Linked DNA regions of Mus musculus: region 1 is linked to region 2. The links are chromatin contacts, called in public HiChIP or PLAC-seq maps. All regions are on one chromosome and are shown on one strand. Each heading gives the region's core, a stretch centred on a gene start, on an enhancer-like site or on the middle of the called end of the contact. The rest is flanking DNA. Distances are from core to core; before and after follow the strand shown.

Region 1 (2,700 bases), core at 147-2,646, 150 kb before region 2:
GGAGAGTGTGATAGAGATGTCTCAGGTAGGGCTAAGCTCTCTACAGTCTCTTCTTCTATTGACCAGCTGTGTATGGAGCTCTGTATTAACAGCTGTCTACTGCAAGAGGAAGCCTCTCTTGTGAGAGCTGAGAAATGCATGAATCTCTGGACATAGCAAGAAGGATTAATAGTATTTCTATTTAGCAGGATTGTAATAGATTCTACCATCAGGCCTCTGACTTATTTAGCTATTGGTTCTTGGTTTGATTAACAGTATGGGTTTCATCCTACAGTGCAAGCCTTAAAGTCATGAAGAAAGTATTTGATTGTTTTTATAACATTCAGGCCACTATTGTGTAAGTCACCGTAACTGACTTATTATTTTGGCTTGCAGGGTTCACAAGTGGATGAGGCTAATGCCTACTTTGCTCCTTCTGTTGTGCACCTAGAATCTTCCAGCACTATGACAGCTAGCAGCTGAGGAAGAATACCCGAATTTTCCATTTCTGTTCAATATAGTATTTGAGTTCTTAGCCAGAACAATAAGAAAAATGAAATAGATAAAGTACAGGTAGGAAAGCGAAAAAGTGAAAGGATCGTTATTTGAAGATATGATTCTGAATATAAGACTCTAAAGAATCCACTAGAAAACTCATGCAGCTGATAAGCATACTCTTTTCCTCCCCCAACTCCTCCTGGAACTTACCCAACCAATTTCATATTCTTTCCACATTCTCATAAACAAATAAATTAACAACCTAGATTTAAAAACAAACAAAAACAAAACAAGTACCAAAACAAAACCAAAAAAGGCACACAAAAACATCATATTTATTTTGCATTGAGGAACTCTTCTTGGTCCTGGGGCCTGCTGTGGCATGTCACTGATATATTGACATTTTAATTTGAGTCTTTTCAACCAAAATATTCTGACAAATACACTGGTGTATCTGGGCTCAGCAGCCAAGAAAGTCTTGGGGAACACTGAGTTTGATGTTTGATGTCAGTTTACTCTCTACTTCCTTTTTCCTTGTAACTTGAAAAATTAAAAACCAAGGCTTAGATTCATCAATGAGAAGTATGAATCATGTACCGCCTAGAGACGCCTATTCCCCATGTCATGATGTGTTATCCAGGAAGCCTGATGACAGAGCCCCTTTGTAATACTTACTTGGGAAGTGAGGTCTGACTTAAACCATTTCATTTCACATTTATGTAGAAATAAATGCTTCAAAGCATTTTTATAAATGTTCCTTCTGATTTCTCCTCCTTCCACCCGCATTGTACAGGACGTGTTGGTACCTATCTGTTGAGTCAGCACTAAATTCTACAGGAACACATTCAGAGGGATTAGCGTTTCCTCCACGGTGTCTGGCATCTTTTCAATCCCGGATGTTAAACTCGGGGAAGAACCAGAATGCACAGGCACTAACTGGCCTTGGTGACTAACACAGCCCCCTTTCTCCTCCAACCCACCGAGTAGCAAAGGGTGTTCCTGCGAAGAATGCTCCAGAAAGCACAGGCATCTTCGATGCTACTGGGTGTTGGTTTTGGGTGAACTGTATCTTATCTGGCAATCCTTTTTTTTTTTTTTTTTTTTTTTTGAGCAAAAGATCTTGGATTCATGAGCTGTAAAGGTGACATTCTGTGGTGGCGAAGTGAAAGCTTACACAACATAAGTAAAGTATGAGCCATTCATGCAGATTTTAAGCTTCAAAAATTCCCTTTATCTTGTTTTGCTCTCTTTTTATCGAGTCTGGAAGCAGATGGCACGATGCTTAACCTGGCAACCATCTTTCACCACAAGCAGCATTCGGAATAAGTGGATCTGACTGAAGGGCATCAGCTCCTGCTGCTAGGGACTCTCTGGAAGCCTCCTTTTTTTTATTCCCATTCTTCAGTTGTCACCTGTGGCAGGAATTGAATGCCCTTTCCTTCTTCCTCCTCATGACTCCATTACAGTAAACACCATGTGATTTTTCAATGTCTAGTGAATGGAACAGATTGACTGTATTTCTTCCTGCTGAGAGGTGGCAAAGCTTTAGCAGGTGTGACTGACTTTCTGCTTCATGTCACTCAGGCTATGGACATTTCTGGCCCCTTACTCATCTCGAAGATGGTGCCCTCATTTAAAATGATAGAAATTACCATGATGTCTAGAATCTGAAACATGCTCAGGATACATTAGTTTTGTCTGGTGCCAATCTTTGTGTGGACTAATGAGCACAACAGGCACCTATTGTTTACAAATAGCAATGCCATTTTATTATTTGAACGGAGCTTAGAGTTAATGGGTTAGGGAACCAGGGAGAGGCTAGATCTCATAATATTCTTCCTCATACTTTGTGTATGTAGTCAGGTTTTGAAAAATGCAGCAGAAATACACTGACAATACTTAGAAGTATTGCATACTATGTGGGTTATGGTTTTGTGGTACTTTGAGAGAAAGCAATAGTTCCCAGAATGCACAGCCTCATGAGACATCATACCCAGCAGTCCCCAACCTTTTAAACCATAAAAGTACCACACATAATGAGAAGTAGCATCTAAATTCTGAAATTGCTGCCTCTGCCAGTCTTTTCTCCAATGTATGTCCTTGACATCCAGCCAAAATGAGGTGCTTGTGATTGTACGGGTGTCTCCATGGAGCCCCTGTTCTATGCCAGTACTTTCCGAAGATTGCTATTCCTCATTACTATGGCTCTATAGCATAACTTGA
Region 2 (2,700 bases), core at 196-2,695:
ATGGTGCCCCTGTGAGATTCTGAAACTCGGATCAGAGGCTTGCTTTTGCTTTGATTTTTCAAACACCATTAGTTCTTGAATTCTGACCTGAAACATGGTGCAACAGGGCCTTCCTAAGACACATAGGCAAGCTTCTGCCTGAGTAGGGAAAGGAAACTGACTTAGAAAGCCCATGCAAATTCCTCTGTTGCTTCCTAGGACACAGAGCAGCCCCTGATGTCTGGTCCAAGAAGAAACTGGGCTGAACTTTCTTCCTTCCATCTCCATCTATACTGCATTCCCTACATTCACTTTCAGAGAGAGAGAGAGAGAGAGAGAGAGAGAGAGAGAGAGAGAGAGAAAGGGAGAGAAACAGAGATAGACACAGGTAGAGAGAGATACAGAGAGAGAGACAGGGAGAAAGAAGGAGAGAGACAGAGACAAACAGAGACAGTGAGATAGACAGAGGGGGAGAAAGAGACAGAGAGAGGGAGAGAGACAGAGGGAGAGATAGACAGGAAGAAACAGAGACTAAGAGGGAAAGAGAGAAAGACTGAGACCAGAGAGATGAAGAGAGAGGGAGTGAGAGACAGAGAGACAGACAGAGGAAGAGAAAGAGATAGAGACAGAGAGGCAGAGAGAGAAAGATGGACAGAGAGAAAGAGACAGACACAGAGAGAGGGAGAGACAGAAGGAGAGAGAGAAAGAGACATAGAGACAAAGACATAGAGAGGGAGAGAGGGGGAGAGAGAGACAGAGAGGCAAACAAAGACAGAGAGACAGACAGAGGGAAGGAAAGAGACAGAGAGGGACAGAGACAAGCAGACAGACAGAAATAGACATAGGGACAGAGAGGGTGAGAGACAGAGACAGACAACAAGAGGGAGAGGGACAGGGAGAGAGAGAGAGGGAGGGGGAAGGGGAGGGGGAGGGAGAGGGAGGAGGTTCAGAGCTGACTGAGCGTACACTGAGTATCGCTCTCAGAGGAAAGAGGCTAGAACATTGGAACTACTCTTTTTCTGGAGGCGTGTGAAGTAATAGTACCAGTGAATAATCTCTGATTTTCACATTTTAAAGAGTAAACATACTGTGTTTAATCATTTTTAGAATCCAGCCAAAACAATATTCAGAAGACTTGATTTCAGCAGACCCACTAGGAAGCAGATACCGCAGCTCCACCCACAGGTTTCTATTTTTCTCTACTGAAGACGGAGCTCCCCGTTTGCTTTCGGATGGCAGTGAACAGTTTTGTGTGTCCGGCCACATCTTGCTAACCGCAGCCTTCTTTCCTAAGCTCATTATTTGCTAATGATTTTCTTGGCCACAAAACTCATAAAAATCCCCTGAGCTACCTTTTTTTTTTCTTTTTCTTTTTTCCTTTTTGAAATACTCGTGGGATGGTTGCTCCATTTGTTCAGCATCTGTGCTGGACAACATCTGGGGTGTGAGGAAATTCCACGGCTTGCAGTATGACGCGGAAAAAACAAAATTACTTTTTCATGCACTTCAGAGGAGACTGGAGAGCATCCTTCTGACCAAACAGGCCCTTTGTTCTCCTCCCACAAGTGGTTCTCATTAAAAATGTCATCTCCCTAATAAATTGCCTTACTGCCCTTGCAGCTGGGCCTATTGTTTTCGTGGCTTTGTGCTCACAAGGACTCTCCCAGGGAACAGAAAGCAAGAGAAAACATGGGATGCTTTCCCTACCCTGTCTGCTCAGGATGTCTTCTTTTACCCTTTGTAGGTGGATGGCAACTTGTCTATCACTGGGGCTTTAGAATTCCCCTAATATTCACTATTTGGCCAATTGTCCCCGATCATGTGCTGTCACAGCTTAAAGAGTGCATGGTGGCCATTCCTGTCTGTGGATGCAAAGTGAAAAGTGAGAGTTTGGGGACTATATCCTCGTGGTTTGTATTTTTGCATGGAAATATCCAGTGTCCCGCATTTATTCCCTGACACAAGAAAATATGACACTGTTTTAGGGAAGGTAAGAAATGAAGATACTATATATGAAAACAGGAATTGGGGGAGTGGGTTTGCCTGTATGTCTCTGTGTGTAGGCGGAGGGCTGTCTAAGGATTCTCTTTAGGAGCCACACAACGGTTAAACATCTCCCCAGAACATTCAACTCCAATTATAGCTGAGACCCAAGAATTGCAAAAAATTTAATAGTTTGGGGTTCATATATTTGATCAGAATTAATCTTAACAATCAAGGGGGCTTGTAGTGTGTGTGTGTGTGTGTGTGTGTGTGTGTGTGCTTATCAATTTATTTTCCCACCTTACTAACTACCTCCTATTTTCTCAACTCCCCACAAACCTCTATCCACTAGCTCAGCTGGGGCTTTGCTCATCCAAACTCTTTTTCCCAGTTACTCAGTGTACCTTCCACATGTGACAGGAAATTAAAATTAAAGACCTCCTGACTTGGAGGGAGAGAGAGAGAGAGAGAGAGAGAGGGAGGGAGAGAGAGGGAGAATGAGTTGTTTTGCAGTGAGGTTTCTTTTATGATCTACAGGCTTCTTATGACTTATTTAGAACTTGGGGGGAGGGGGAGATACAATAGTCTAGTGGATAGGATTGGCACTTTGTCTCAAGCTGGATGGCTGGGCTAATTTAAGATGTAAGTTTCCACAATTTTCTTTATACCAAACATTAACATACACTGAAATTAATACCTCTCCCCCTCCAGGACCCTTTTGCAGAAAAGCAGAAGTCA

The links. HiChIP or PLAC-seq counts read pairs in DNA pulled down with a chosen protein or histone mark.
Region 1: a contact with region 2 is called in an H3K27ac HiChIP or PLAC-seq map of the NIH/3T3 cell line, with 4 times the contacts expected there. The contact joins two enhancer-like sites. A contact is called at or near these places in 3 of 484 Hi-C or Micro-C datasets (the 3T3-L1 cell line, 3T3-L1-derived adipocytes and adipose-derived mesenchymal stem cells) and 3 of 115 datasets of contacts at active chromatin or transcription factors (the NIH/3T3 cell line, embryonic fibroblasts and fibro-adipogenic progenitors).

What each region holds. Positions count from the first base shown.
Region 1 is chr7:72,690,732-72,693,431 of GRCm38.p6, reverse strand. No RefSeq gene overlaps it. Among named protein-coding and RNA genes, the nearest start is that of Gm36865, 130 kb to the left of the region's middle. Within about 2 kb of position 1,396, at least 32 of the 459 cell types and tissues checked have an H3K27ac peak or open chromatin away from gene starts, as enhancers often do. A contact at or near this core is called in the NIH/3T3 cell line and embryonic fibroblasts, where this site is marked.
Region 2 is chr7:72,540,521-72,543,220 of GRCm38.p6, reverse strand. No RefSeq gene overlaps it. Among named protein-coding and RNA genes, the nearest start is that of Gm39035, 240 kb to the right of the region's middle. Within about 2 kb of position 1,445, at least 78 of the 459 cell types and tissues checked have an H3K27ac peak or open chromatin away from gene starts, as enhancers often do. A contact at or near this core is called in the NIH/3T3 cell line and embryonic fibroblasts, where this site is marked.